Linked DNA regions of Zea mays: region 1 is linked to region 2. Evidence: chromatin contacts called from public Hi-C data. All regions are on one chromosome and are shown on one strand. The core of a region is the stretch at or near the end of the contact, and the rest is flanking DNA. Distances in the headings are between cores, read along the strand shown. Region 1 holds the start of LOC100304117 (translation initiation factor eIF-2B delta subunit). Region 2 holds the start of LOC103626043 (9-cis-epoxycarotenoid dioxygenase 1, chloroplastic-like).

Region 1 (7,712 bases), core at 3,105-5,604, 190 kb after region 2:
ACCTACTCCCCGTTGAGGTGGTCACAAAGACCGGGTCTCTTTCAACCCTTTCCCTCTCTCAAACGGTCCCTCGGACCGAGTGAGCTTCTCTTCTCAATCAAACGGGACAACAAGTCCTCGCAAGGACCACCCCACAATTGGTGTCTCTTGCCTCGGTTACAATTGAGATGATCACAAGAAAGAATGAGAAAGAAAAGAAGCAATCCAAGCGCAAGAGCTCAAATGAACACAACAAATCTCTCTCTCTAATCACTAAAGCTTTGTGTGAAGTTGGGAGAGGATTTGATCTCTTTGGTGTGTCTTGTAATGAAGGCTATAGCTCTTGTAAGGTGTAGAAGTGAAGAAACTTGGATGCCATTGAATGTGGGGTGGTTGGGTATTTATAGCCCCAACCACCAAAAATGGCCGTTGGAAGTGTGCTGTCGCATGGCGCACCGGACAGTCCGGTGCGCCACCGGACACTGTCCGGTGCGCCAGCCACGTCAGCAGACCGTTGGGGTTCGACCGTTGGAGCTCTGACTTGTGGGGCCTCTGGGCTGTCCGGTGGTGCACCGGACAGGTCCTGTAGACTGTTCGGTGCGCCAACTGTGCATGCTCTGACTCTGGCGCGCACTGTAGCGCATTGAATGCGGTTGCAGACGACCGTTGCGCGCGAAGCCATTGCTCCGCTGGCACACCGGACAGTCCGGTGTGCACCGGACACTGTCAGGTGACTCACCGGACAGTCCGGTGAATTATAGCGGAGCGCCCTTGGAATTTCCCGAAGGTAGCGAGTTCAGCGTCGAGTGCCCTGGTGCACCGGACACTGTCCGGTGGCACACCGGACAGTCCGGTGCGCGAGACCAAGGTGCCTTTGGGTTGTCTTTTGCTCTCTTTGTTTGACCCCTTTCTTGGTCTTTTTATTGGCTTATTGTGAACCTTTGGCACCTGTAGAACTTATAGACTAGAGCAAACTAGTTAGTCCAATTATTTGTGTTGGGCAATTCAACCACCAAAATTAATTGGGAAAGAGGTGTAAGCCTAATTCCCTTTCAATTATGTCGAGCGTTCGGCTCTTGGCAAAGCCGTCTTTGCTGAGTACCATTTTATGCCGAGGGTTCAGCTCTCGGCAACACACTCTTCGTTGTGTGCTTTATTGTGCTGAGTGTACGTAGTACACGACAAAGTAAGTTTTGTCGAGTGTCCGATAAATTTCCCTTGGCAAAGAGCTAGATTCCGATAGTGTGTAGTTAGTCTTCTACTGAATCTAGGTGCTCACTAACCATAGTAAGATTAGGTGCTTGTTCACCGCTCACACGTGAAACACAACAAACCGGTCGACCAACGCAAGTGGTGATGGCTTGCATGCAATAGTTGCGGTCGACCTTCAATTTGTAGTTGTACTAGCTTGAGCAGACATTTTGTCGTGGTTCTCCAGCAAGGGGCATTATGCCATCAATTTGTAGTTGTACTAGCTTGAGCAGGCATTATACAATATATGTCCGCCATATTTTATCTTGATCCAACTTTTATATGAGTATTTGAGATCCTAAACAAGTTCAAATAAAGAAGTTATCAACTACAAAGTTTTAAAACTTTTCATGATCTACAACTTTGGTTTTGGTTGTTTCTCCCTTTAAGGTCTTTTAAAAAATAATTTTAAATGTGAGAAATTTGAAGGGACTGGTGATGCCTAAGAGGGTGTTAGACAATATAATTTCTCTCTAATCTATGATGTTATTTTCTCCTAGTCAAAGTCTATACAAAGAACCAAGCTATCATATGTATAACTATGATTTTGACTAAGTGTTGTTACCTCTAACGTAAGGAGTTATATAACTCGGATTCCAAGCCTATCCACTAATCTATGACTAAACTAGGAAGCTAAAGCACATAACCAAGGTAATACAATATAAATATGGAAGCTTAAAAGAGATACAGATGCAAACTCTCGTTCATGTGCCAGTATTTTTGCCGACGTATCGAGAAGCACACAAACATCCCCCTAATCCTTGTTAGAGTCCCAAGCGAGGTCCAAGCTCCTAGTCAGATAACTATGTGGATAGCCCTAGGCCTTCTCGACACGCAAATGGTGCTCCGATTTTTGCCTCTCTTAGATGCTCCCCGCCTTCTACCGTGTTTCCGGCTGAAACGCCATGAGCCTCGTTTCATTCAATACATTGTGGCAGTTACACCACAAACATGATTTGTGTGATTTCGTAATAGCTACAAGAAGATTGACCTTTAATGACGTTCTGATGGTACCATAAGCGTCACAAAAGGTGCGTAAGTCAAGGTCTTATGTGACGTTTTTATTAAGGAACATCATAAATTACGACATTTCTAAGAATATTCCTCATTTGGAACGTCCTAATTTATAATGTTTCATCATAGAAGACCTTTAATTGTAGGCCTTCTGTGACGGTTATGATACCATCAGAACATCATAGAAGGTCAATATTCTTGTACTCGGTACAGATAAAATAGTGTGCACAAGCATCAAGGGTTTGAGGGTGTCTAACCTCGCTTCTAACCACTAGGAAAATCTAGAGAAAATGTTAATAGAGCGATCTAACTAATTAAACTAAGCACTTTGTAAGGCACCTACGTTAATCATCGAATGATCTTTGAACACTTGGGTGTCTAGAGCTACAAAAATGGAGTTTCAACTCTCTAGCAATGTTTCTCAGCCCCCACCTAGTGCAGGGTTTGGCGGGTATATATATCCCCCAAATCCAAAACTAGCTATTGAAAGCAATACAAAACTTTTCCGTACTCACCGGACATACTCCAATGTAGCTAGGCACCAGACTGCCCGATGCTTGTCCATGTTAGTTAACCATTGGAACTAGCCACTGTTGGTTGTTTGAGTAACGACATCTGATGCTTTGACCGATGTTACACCGAATATGTTCGGTGCACTGTAGCCCTTCTCGGGTTGTTATACAACCTCTCTTAGTACCCTGTTCGGTGGGGTATTTAATAGTACACGGGACATGTCTAGTGTCTTATAGATATCTCCAAACACGTTGTAGATTTTCTTGAGTTTTTAGTGCCCATCCAGTGTGATGTCTAGTGCACACATATGTGTTTGGTGTTCTGTGTTTCTATAGCCCTTTCTTTAATACACAATGTAATTTCTATATGATATTTTATCTGGTGTTTGAATGGACACGTTTGATGCTACTAAGCAACCCATTTTTTTATTTCTTCATGTCTTTTCGACATGGTTTCTTTGATCTTGTCTTGGGCTCTTGCAAACCGATACTAATGCTTCTCTTAGAGCTTTGATGGTTAGAATCGGTACTAAGGGTTATTTCAGTATCAATTTTATCTCAACCCATATTAAGTGGGTATTTGACATGGCTTTGTTGCATTGTAGAGGAGCTCTGTTCTAAAACTCTAGGTGGAGCAACTATGCTCAGGAGTTTAAAATGCTTTCTCATAACAATAGTGGTGGCTGGTAAATGCCTTTAAACTCTGTGTCTAGTTTGCTTTTTTAGGACTATAGAACAATAAAAAAGATACTCTAATATACTGTAACTCTAAAAACTTCATAAAACTTACAATTGTTATGGTATTTAACTAGCTCTAGCAAGCCTCTTCTAGAGCTATATGCTAAACACTCCCTAAATGCAGGAGTTGCAGGAGTGGGAAGTCACCTATCTTCAATAGTGGTTCATGAGCTGGTCGGCCGCGTGACTGAGAGGACCAACGTATATATGCGTACATACGTAGGACTATGGGCTGAACAAAACTTCACATGCGCATGGGTATCTAGGGTTGTAGGGGTGGTAATGAACTCTAAATTTTATACTACAGATTTTAAGGATTAAATCGAATTAGGATCGGTTTGTATTCATATTCATTTTTGAACTAAAATTATTTAAGTGTCTTAACTTTGTGAAGAGATATTTGGATCATGATCCATTATCATACCTATGCCTATCAAGTGGTTGGTGCACACAAGGTAGGAACAACATCGTGGATAGAACACACAATTAGGACTTCCACTTAGAGGTGGATTGAGGTGAATTAGAAAGGATTAAATCCCTTCCTATAGGTCTCCTGCTCAGTCAGATTGTTCAAGTGCCATGAGCTTTTGGTCACATAAAAGCAGCCCGGTGTGATGCAAAGCTCTGGTCGGCCCAATTACCCCCTTCGGCCACTTCGGGCACCAACACCTCTGCGGCTCTGCCGTCCTATCGAAAAAGAAAAAAAAAACAAAATGAATAAACCTCCGCAGACCACGCCCACCAACGCCCATGGCCCAGGCTCTCGGGCACGTCAGAGGCGATCACGACGCCTGCACCCAGTTCAGTGGTCCACCATCATCGCTCGTGTCGTGTGCTCAGCCGCAGCCGTGAGGATCCCCAGTTCCCCAACCTCTCTTGCTCGCTCCCCTCCCAGGCTCCCACAGTCACACACTCGTCTCGAGCGCCGCCCCAAACCCCCAACCAAACCCTCGCCGCCGTCAGCGGCCATGGATCTTCGCCGCCCGCCGCGCTCCTCGTCGGGCGGCGTGGAGCCCAAGATCCGCCAGGTCGGCTTCTTCACCCCGGATGCCTCCGCGCCGTCCGAGCCCATGCCCCCCGCCGCGGTGGTCCAGGCACCATCGGCGCAGCAGAGGCCGGTCACGGCGTCGCCTCCGGCGTCAGACGACTTCTCCCAGGGGCGCCTTTCCCCTGTCATGATCCCTCCCCCGCGCCATGCCGACCACCTCGCCCTGGGCCCACACCCCCCGGCGGCGGCCGACGTCGTCCTCGCCACTTCTGCGCCCGTGCGTTCGTCCCCGCGCCTCGACATCGTGTCCGAGATCGGCGACGACGACTCCTGGTCACGCGCTCCTTCTGCTGTGGAGCTAGGTACTCTATCAAATCATGAGATTGCCATTGGCCGTTGCTTTGGGGGTGGGAATGGGATTGGTTTATACTGCCATGGTAGCGAACCAGAGGAGCTTCTAAGTAGTATTTACCTTTAAAATAGGAAGGCTCGCGGCCATGCAATCAACACTTGAAAGTTTAGAGCTAAGCAAAGTGTACTTGCTTCTCTCTGAAACTTGCTTGGACTCTTGACAAACTGACGTTAGTGTGCACATAAATAACCTGTAACATTTAGATGTGGTATTATTCATGAAATATTAGTACCTGAGAGGCTTTTGTAAAACTAAACTTAAGAAAACGATTTAGGAATTACAAACACACATTTATATAACAGACATGTTGAGGGAGACACCAAGCCCATGGTGAGGGAAGACTGTTTTTCAGATAGGACCATACTGTCTCAGTTTGGTTGCCAAATTCAAATATAACCATTATTTTGTTGGTTTACCTGGAGCTGTTTGTGCATGGAGAGTTCTATTAGACCATGTCCACTGTTACCTTAAAGGACGTTAGACTTTAAAAACCTTCCTCTCTGCTGCGGGTGACCTACTTAAGATAAAGTTTGTTCAATTTTTTTATATGAACAAATTTGTTCCTCTTACCATCACAGTAGGATAGTAAAAAATATTTTTTATTTATATTCTATTGCTAAAGGTATTTCTATCGTACCAAATACTTATTTAACACTTCTATGTTCTATGACAATTTATTATGCACTTTGTTTGCTTTCACTTCTAATGGCCATATTATTTTTTAATTCTAATATAGGAGGAAGCTTCATTAGTTAGTATTCATAATAAAACATTTTTTAAAGAAAGTTTATTATTCCTTGCCGTTAGTCAAGCTAAGAGTCATGGATATATTGGTTATAATTTGAACTTTGTTTCTATCGTGGACATGATTTATCAATAGGAGGCTCATGTAGTTTTCGTTTGTATATAGTTTTTGACCAAGCAATAATGGTTTGGATTTGTGGATTTAACATAAGTAGGTCTTTGAAGCTACAATACATATAGATTGTCACAAGCGCTAGCTTAGGTTAATCACTTACACCTAATTTGTTGTTCTTTAGCAAACATGTTGTATATGTGCTATGGTAGTTAAGAGATCAGCGTACCTTGGTTTATGGTATGACCATACTAAGGGGCTGTTTGGATCACAACTAGATTATTATAATCTGGATTATGCATAGTATTGTAATAATTAGGATTATGGATAATAATAATCAGATTGTTTGGATCTTTGGGTTATGGTGACTGATTGTGGTTTATAACTTTATATGTGATATAGTTGTTAAGAGATCAATCTACCTAACTGACAATTTGTTGTTTTTTAGCATAAAGGTTATTTGGGGGATGTCTGAATGAAAATCAGGAAGTTGTAGTTGTGCTGGTTTCTGTATGTTAATTTTGGCATATAATGGTTAATATCTATTAAATTTGGTTGAGAAAATTATTTGACAATTTTATTTATATACGTGCACATAAGTTTGTTTCAGAAGAAAACAAGTGTGGTTTGGCTGAAATACGGAATGAGGGTGCTCCAGCTTCCATTCCACAAAAGCAGAAAACCTCGAAGGCAGAGAGACGTGCAATTCAGGAGGCCCAACGTGCTGCTAAAGCTGCAGCGAAGGAGGCAGGTAATTGCCATGATATAGGGTTTTGTGGAGCGCTGCTTGAATCACACAAAAAGCCTCTCAGCATTTCCAATTTGTATTTTTTGTTTGTTGGCCTAGAGTTTGGTGGTGGAAAATGTGCCTATGAATATGTTCAACTTTGTTATGATGATCTTGCATGTGTTTAACGGAAGCATAGCTCCCAATCAGATTTTCATATTACTTTTCATTTACAGATAAATCAGGAAAATCTGCTGGTGCTGCGATGTCCAAGCAAGCCAAGCCAGCAAAAACTGCTCAGAAGAAAGATGTGCCCCAAGCTGCAAGTACACTTGCTTCTGAGAAGAAGGCTACTGAACGTCCTCCAGAAAGAGAAAAAAAATTAGATGCTCCCCATCCCCGCATGCAGTTTGATGATGTGCATAAGGTGGAGAAAGCAAAAAAACGTGCGGTAGTCAACCAATCAGAAGCTCAAAACAGAGTTGAACTGTTCAGGCATCTTCCTCAGTATGTGCATGGCACTCAGCTTCCTGACCTCGAGTCAAAATTCTTTCAATTAGAACCAATGCATCCTTCTGTATACAAGGTAACTTTTGTGTTTTAAACCTACCCAGACATTTATGTACTCTTATTATAGATCTCAAGCAGGATTAGTCAATGATCTATTCTTCACCCACGTAAGATCTTCATGCATTTGGAGTAGGACTAAGGTGTAGGAAGCTATGTAACATGCAACTGTTGGGTTACTTCTACAGATACGCGGATAGTTGATCATAGATGAAACAGTCATTGCTGTCTTACTAATCACTGGATGTTGGATTACCTTGCTCTCTTGGTCCTAAGAATTTTGACCTGGGCTGAAACTCAAGACACCCTCAACTTGTTTTGGCCTTGAAATATGTCCTGCACCTAAGTTGATTTTTTTTGTATACAATTCAGCTCTTTTTTTCTCTTTCCAATATCCATATATGTAGATAATGTTAAATATGTACAACTGCCAAAGACTTTGCATAATATGTTCATATGCGCTCTAGCTCTATATACAAAAAGAATACTAAAGATTAGTCTTCTTTGCACAAGAGCTAAGTCACTAATGCTCCGTTTGGATGTAGATATTGGAGATGATGGAATTGAATTGGGTTTAATGCCAATTGCCAAATCAGGCATGGTATTGAAATAAGATGTAATTCCAATCCTATTGTTTGGATGTCACTGAATTGTAGTTTGGAATTGTG
Region 2 (7,920 bases), core at 2,275-4,774:
ACCAGAGCGGGTGTGGAACACGACGGCAAAGCACAGCAAGGGGGACTAGGCGAATCCGTCACATTTATTGTTCATGCCTCATGCGGCCTGCCGCTAACTCTTGGCCTATAGGCGTTCGGCGGCAGCAGCAGCAGCGACGGCAAGCGCATCCACGCACTCGTCGCACGAAAAGAACGCGACGCACGCGGCAAAAATTTAAAACGGGTGCTGCAAGAAGTAGACCATGTCCAGCGTCGCCTGCCTCTTGCCTCTTGGCATGCAAGCTGACAGAAAGGACTCGCCGCGCCTTTTTTTTCCCCGGCCCTCTTCCTGTACCCCGTTTATGATGTGCGATCGAGCAGAATCAAGAGCCTGCGTTCATTCAGAATTCAAGATCCAGTTGAGTTGGGCGAACAGAAGAAGAGTTGCCCAGCAGCGAGCCGCCCGACTCGGAATCAAGTTCTCTCTGAAGCTTGCTCCACACGATCGCAATGCCCGTCGACGCTGGACAGCATCTTGGAAGTTGGAAGCCCTCATGACCTCATCATCTACAGCGACGAACCGCATCGCAGACACGACAAATCCCCGGTTCACCCCCGTGCGTTAGCACATAGCCCCGTCGTCCACTTGTTGTTGGGCATAAATCGACACCACCACCAGCAGCAGCAGCGTCCAAACACACGCGGTCCTTACGACATCGGAGTACATTGGTTGGCAGCAAAGAACCAAAGCGCGCCCCCGGCCCCCGCGCACAAGTGGTCAAGTGGACAAAAAGCAGAGGAGCGCCCGGTTGCTGTGGAGGAAGCAGATTCCCGTCTGCGTCTGGCACGCACCACACCAGCAACGCAATGCTGCTGTGTGCCCGTCGACAGCGAAGGCTCTGCTTGTCCCGGCCGGCATCACGACACACAGACAAACGAAATTCGATCTCCGAACAGAAACCGTCACCGTTCTTAATTCTTATACAATCATCATATTATTATTATATTAATGAACAAATGTACACACACAACACCTCAGCAGCAGCAGCACCAACTGGGTGGCAATGGCGATCAAGTAGCAGCAACCGATCCTAGACACCCCAGCCCACTGGACTGGGTGACAACAACTGGAGATGGAGCTGGAGGTGGATGCATATCCATGTCATCAAAGGAAAAGGAAGAAGGGGGGAAATTCTATACTAGCAAGAGGCGCCACCAGCTGAGCTCTGGCTGCTCGATCTCTATTCTCTAGAAGCAAGCAGCAGCTGAAAAGCTACGAGCTGGGCGCCTTTCTCCTCTCTCTCTCTCTCTCTCCCTACTGCTACTAATAATCTCTCTCTAAGCTGCCACTATCCCAATTTTACTTACACTAGTGTGAAATGAAATGAAAAGAAGAAAGAAAAACAAAAGCAACTGTACAGCCTGTGGTGAGATGGGGACGGGAAGACCCCGGGGAACTGATCTAGATTCTAGACTCCCTCTGGCGACTCCTCCCCCTGATCCATGGCTCCTCTGTTCCTCCTCCTCCAAGAAACGTGGAGCTGAGTCACTCAGGCCTGGGCCTCGAGCTCCGCGCCCGTGATGAAGGTGCCGTGGAAGCCGAAGGGCACGCGGGACGGGAGCCGGACGGTGGCCTCCAGCCGCATGTCGGCGGCATTGACCACCAGGAGCTCGGACGTGCCGGCGCGCTCGTCGTGGACGAAGGCGAGCACGTGCCCGTCGTCCTCGCCGCGCGGGTGGGCCGCGGCGGGGTCCATGGGCACGAAGCAGGGCTCGCCGCCGAACCGGCCCTCGCCGTACTCGAACCTGGCGAGCTCGCCCGTGGCCAGGTCCACCTTGGCGAAGCCCGAGACCTTGGGCCACGGCTCGGCCACCGCGAGGTACGCGTACCGCGTCCTGCGCCCCAGGAGGTTGCGGTTCACCATGCCCACCTCCAGGTTCACCTGCCGCGACGGCGGCAGGACGGCGCGGCGCGTCGACCGGCCCGTGCGCGCGTCCAGCCGGATCTCCGTCAGCACGCTCTCGAGCCGCACGTCCGACTCGTTGAAGATGGAGTCGGCGGGGGTCATGCAGGAGCCGATCACCACCACCTCGCCCGTCGCCTCGTCCTCCCACGCGTTCCACAGGTGGAAGCAGAAGCAGTCCGGCACGTCCACCCACGCCATCTCCGACGCGTCCGCGGCGCGCTTCGGGAGGACGCCGAAGCGCGACGTCTTCTCCCTGTCCAGCACCACGGGCGACCCGCCGCGCAGCATCTCCTGCAGCTTGAACACCACCTGGTGGTCGGGCACCACGACCAAGTTCTCGGTGATGGCGAAGTCGTGGATCATGGTGGGCTGGGCCAGCGGGATCTCCACGTCGTCGGACTTGGTGCCGTCGGGCCTGAAGTAGAAGTACTTGAGGTAGGGCCTCCTGACGACCTCGTAGCTGAGCGCGTGCAGCTCCCCGGTGGCCGGGTCCAGCTTGGGGTGCGCGATCATGGGGCAGCCGAGCTGGCCGTCGAAGTCGTAGCGGCCGACGGTCTCGAGGTCGCCGTCGTCCGCGACGCGGACGTGGTACGGCAGGTCGTCCTCGGACATGGCGAGGAGGCGGCCGTTGAAGTAGACGAGTCCGGCGTTGGCGACGCCGGTGCCGGCCGAGGGGTCGACGAGGCCGCACGCGGCGCGCGCGTAGAACAGGGCGAGGCGCGCGATCCCGGAGTGGCCGTGCAGCTCGCCGATGGCCTTGGGGAAGACGGGGCGGCCGACCGCGCGCTCCTGGGTCAGGCGCGCGGTCTCGGTGAAGCGGCAGGCGTAGGACTCGGCGACGCCGTCGCGTATCCGCAGCGCGTGCACCATGCCGTCGCCGTCGAAGAGGTGGTGCCCGGCGACGGGGTCGAAGCAGGGGTTGGCGCCGTTGCGCGCGTAGACGCCGCTGATGAAGGGCGGGATGCGGCCGGAGACGGGGAGCCGATGCACGGGCAGCCTCTCCCCGACGGGCGCGAAGTTGCCGGCGATCTGCACGGCTGGGTCGGCCGTGCTGGGCAGCCCGCGGGGCCGCTCGAGGACGTTGGCCACGAACCCCTCCTCGAACGCGTCGAGCGCGGCCGCCGCCGCGCGCTGGAATAGGTTGAGCTGCTTCTTGCCGCCGCCGCCGCCAGACTTGCGCGGCGCCGCGGCGTGCCTCGGGACGGCAATGGCGGTGGGCTTCTTGGACGGTGCCGGCAGGTCGGCGTGGAACGGCGCCTGGAGGCACTCGTGCGGCACGGAGCGGACGGCGCGCGGCGAGAACCTGACGGAGTTGGAGGCCCGGGCCCTGGACCCGGCCGGCAGGTGCCGGTGTATGGAGACAGAGGTGGGCGGGGCGAGACCCTGCATCGGCGGTGGCTGAATTGGCGTGGGATCGCGTGCGGGGGTTTCTGCGTGATCGAGTGGGTTATTGCCTGGGCGGCGGCGGAGGATGGACTCTCCACTGTTGGTGTGGCGGCGGTACTTGAGAATGTGATGGATGATTTGGGATAGGAGCCGGCGGTTGTATTTATAGAGAGAGGGTGGAGTCGCGGGGACAGAGCAGGGGAGGGAAGCTCGACGACGGGCGGCGCGGGTGGAGGAGAGTAGAGTGGTGGGCGGTTTGAACGGGCCGCGAGTCCAAGAATGAATTTGCGCTTCGCGACGCGGACAGGGGAGCCCACGTGGTGCGCAGCGGGAGGGGGGGGGGGGGGGGGGGGGGGGGGGGCGCAATGACGGGGACGTACCCGCGGCCCCGCCCCGCCTCGCGATTGCTTTGCGTGGCCCACTGTGCTTACCTGGTGCCTGTGGCTGGCTGGTGCTGGTGCTGGTGCTGCTCCTCGTAGTCGTAGTCGTAGGGTATTTTTGTTGGCAGCAACTGCAGTAGGCGAGTAGCTGAGTCTGCTGCTAGGGACTCGCGATCGAGTCTTCTCCGGCGCGCAGCCCATACCTGGGATATGTTTGTCTCTTCCTCGGTTAGAGCTGTCAATATCCCGATCCGTACTCTAGTGCACCGAGTATATATATTAGGATCCCACTATATATCAAAATGATTCTACCTGATGTCTCTTAAATTCCATCCTGGCATTACCTATAGGCTCAACGCGATTGTACATACAAAAAAAATTCTTAATTTTTGATACTACAATCCCACAGTACCATACAATAATTAATACAAACGAGTTTTTAAATAGTTTAGATGTAATAGAATATTATTCAAGTTACAAAATCTTACATAAGATATACTATTTGTAAATACCAAATACGATGGTACGATCTGATGCTGTCAGACAATCTTGACTGCGCTTCCTTGCTGCTCCCGGCCCCGTGCCAAATGTGCCGCAGCTGCCCAGTGCGGCCAACTTGTCAAGTCCCTAGTAATAAACTTTGCCTTGTTGCCCGCAGTATGAATCACTCAAGACACGAGTACGCCTGCTCTCCAGTCGATGTCCCCCAAGGGACGTTCCTGGTGTGGAGATGCGAATACGCCGCGATGATCGCGCTGAAACTGAACCTGAACCTGAACCTGAACCTGGGACAAACCGCCGCCGACCGAAGCCGGCAGGGGCGCAGATCCCCGCCTCGGGCTTGTTCTCGCCGCGCCCGGGGACAGTCGGACAAACTATATGTGCCCGGGGTTCCAATCTGTTGCCACGATCGCAGAACAACGTCGTTGATCGCGCCTGCTGGTCGGCGACGAAGAACCGGTGCTAGTAACAAAATCTGCAGACCGGCCGGCCCGCGATTCACACTCGCAGACCGCCCGGGCATCCTTATTAAACTGAACATCACCTGATCAGCATTTGTCGCCGGTCCCGTCCAAAACAGGCGTCATCCAAGCCAGGAAAAAAATCACCCTCCGGCTCCCAGCCAAGGAACACGGGGACAAGGCGGCGGGCGGCCCTTCATCAAAATTTGTCAGGTGCTGGCAATGCAAGCGAAGCATGGCGCGGACGGCGGCGGGCGTCCTCTTCCCGGCCTTTACGGCGCGTCGCTCGGGGGGGCTCTGCACGGCCGCCACGTCCGTCCTCCAGGGGCTTATTACCTGCCGCGCGACCGCATGCGCGCGCCCCGGCGTCCGAGCGCCGTGCTGACACGACAGACAGCACCCACGCGCGGCTCCCCTACCTCCGCTAGCTAGCTCTTGCCAAGATGACATCCCCGCGTGGGCGGCCGCGCCGCGCGCGTGCATGCATGCCCCCACCCCATCTCTGGCACGTACGTACGCCCCGCGCGCCGGCGCTCGGCGGCGCCATGTTCCGTCCTAGCTTCCGGCCGGCCGGCCCGCAGCTTGCCGGACAACGTTTTACACGGGACCTTCGTGTTTCCTGGGCACGCACGGGGTAGAATGATGGTGCCCGGTCGGTAGCTAGGCAAGGGCCCGACCGTCGCCGAACCACCGTGGACGACGTGAGCGGCTCCGCGCGCGAGCGCGACACGGCCGAATTAAAACCCACGCGGGCGATGGCCTTTGCGAGACTTGTGCGCGCAAACAACATAGACTTTGTGCGAGCTCTTTTGTTGACTGTGGATCGGAGTGACTCGTGCCAATTGGTTTCGTAGAGGGTCGGCTGCCAAACGACGTACGGTCGATCGGTCGCTGTCTTCTCGCCGGCGGCCGGTGAAGCCAAGTCATTGACGGCAAAGGGTTTCCAGTGCATTGGAACTAGTACTAATCTGACGTGGAACCAGAACTAATCTCTTGTGAGCCTCTTGACATCTTTTTAGTGCGCCAATCACTCAACACGAACCAGCGACGGTGCTCTCTGCACAGGGGTGGACGGTCCGCGGCCTGACGCGAGGCTATGGTTCCTGTCTGACGGCCGGACGGTCCGCGCTCTGGGACTGGACGGTCCGCGCGTACGCAGGGGCGGCGGAAGATCACCGACGGCGCCTGGATCTCGCTCCCGGGAGGGACCCCGTCGGGGAGGAGAGATACTAGGTGATGTCTAGGCTCGGGAGGCCGACCTAGACTCCTCTAATCGACGTAGAGTCGAAGAGAAGCGAAGAATTTAGTGATTGGAAAGCTAAACTAGAACTACTCCTAAGAAATAAATGCGAAATAGAATTGTTATTGATTCGATTGATGATTACAAATCGGTCGTCCTCTATATTTATAGAGGAGGGCTGGACCCGTTACGAACAAACTCCCCGAGTTAATTCCGAGAATCTAGCTAACAAACACAGCAAAAAAAACTCGGAACCCTAATCTGTTCTGGGCGGACCGTCCGGCCCCAGGGGCGGACCGTCCGGCCCCAGGGGCGGACCGTCCGGCCTCTTTTTGATGCCCAACATATGCCCCCTGCCTTTTGGTGGAGCTGAGCAAACCAAAAGCAACTAACTCGATGTGATTACATCGATTTTATTAAGCATCTTGCCACATACTAGGATGGTACTGCTTGAGGAAACGCCCATTCAAGGCTTTCCGTAAATCTTTGCCTTGTAATGTTTGCAATAAATAGGCGTTACCAGACATTACCTGTTTTACTTTATATGGACCCTCCCAGCTTAGCGACCATTTTCCAAACTTTCGGTCTTTATTCCTTAGAGGCAGGATGGTCTTCCACACCAGGCCCCCTACTTGAAATGACTTTGCTTTGACCTTCTTATTGTAGACCCTAGCATCCATGATCTTGTCCTTTTCTATTGCTCCCAAAGCTATCACCCTTCTGTCGGTCACCTCATCAATATTATCCATCATTGAATTATAATAATCCATAACAGTTAAATCATTTTGTCTGGCGAACCTGACAGCATTTAAACTTATTTACTTATTTTCACAGGCAACACTACTTCCTGCTCATAGACAAGCTTAAAAGGAGATACTTTAGTAGCACCGTGTTTAGATATTCTGTGAGCCCATAAAGCTTCAGACAAAATCTTATGCCAATGCTTAGGATTACCAGATATCTTCTTTTTTATCAAGTTAATCAATGTCCTATTACTGGACTCGGCCTGTCCATTGGCCTGAGCATAATATGGAGATAAATTGAGCAACTTAATTCTATATAATTCGGCAAACTCACATACCTCTTTTGACATAAAAGAAGTCCCTTGATCTGTAGTCAAGGTCTGGGGAATGTCGAATCTATGAATAATATGTTCAGTTATGAACTCAATTACCTCCTTATGTGTCATGTTTTTCAGAGCAACGGCTTCAGTCCATTTGGTAAAGTAGTCAGTGGCAACTAACACGAACCTATGCCCCTTTGATGATAAAGGATGAATTTCTCCTATAAAGTACAATCCTCATCCTCTGAAAGGCCAAGGCTTGATGATAGGGTGTAATTCGGCTGTAGGGACCAACTGTAAGTCACCGAATATTTGACATACTTGGCATCCTTTGTAGTACTAGAAACAATCAGCTATCATGTTAGGCCAATAAAAACCAGACCTTCGCAACAACCACTTCATCTTTGGAGCCGATTGATGGGTACCACAAATTCCTTCATGTACTTCGGCCATGGCTAATATAGCATCATCTGGGCACAAGCACTTAAGCAAGACGTTGTTGACTGTTCGGCGGTAGAGTTCATCACTCATCAAAACATACTTGAAAGTTGTACGCCGAATGTTCTTATCTGTCCTGATATTGGGATTTCGTAAATAATTAGTTATGGGCGTCCTCCAATCACTTACATCGGCTTCATTATCAGCCGAATCAATTAGGAGAACTTTCCCGGTAACCTCGGACAGTCCGGAGTCTTTACTCGGACGGAACGCGACCTGGGGAATTGGCCCTGCATCGGTTATCAAACTTTCAGTGTTGTGAAATCTCCCTCGCTTTATCCGATAACCTGATGCATCTTGTGCCAAATTGTTAGCTCTATGATTCTCAACTCTAAAGATATGCCGAATACTTAATTCGTCAAAAGAATGAATTATGCCCCAACATTTTTCAAGGTAACTATTTAGAGTACCATCAAAACATTGATATTCTTCTAACACCTGTTGGACGACCAGCTGAGAATCAC

What was found. Hi-C and Micro-C count contacts between places; a contact is called where the count stands out from the background.
Region 1: a Hi-C map of leaf shows a contact between it and region 2, with 10 times the contacts expected there. The contact joins the promoter of LOC100304117 here to the promoter of LOC103626043 in region 2. A contact is called at or near these places in 12 of 25 Hi-C or Micro-C datasets (bundle sheath, ear, endosperm and 4 more) and 1 of 3 datasets of contacts at active chromatin or transcription factors (leaf).

What each region holds. Positions count from the first base shown.
Region 1 is chr5:17,805,182-17,812,893 of Zm-B73-REFERENCE-NAM-5.0, forward strand. LOC100304117 (translation initiation factor eIF-2B delta subunit) reads left to right here and starts at 4,355. Exons shown (of 7, transcript NM_001165599.1): 1 at 4,355-4,844; 2 at 6,361-6,501; 3 at 6,714-7,063. The coding sequence starts at 4,463.
Region 2 is chr5:17,612,725-17,620,644 of Zm-B73-REFERENCE-NAM-5.0, forward strand. LOC103626043 (9-cis-epoxycarotenoid dioxygenase 1, chloroplastic-like) reads right to left here and starts at 3,525. Exons shown (of 1, transcript XM_008646423.2): 1 at 1,026-3,525. The coding sequence starts at 3,316. The coding sequence ends at 1,511.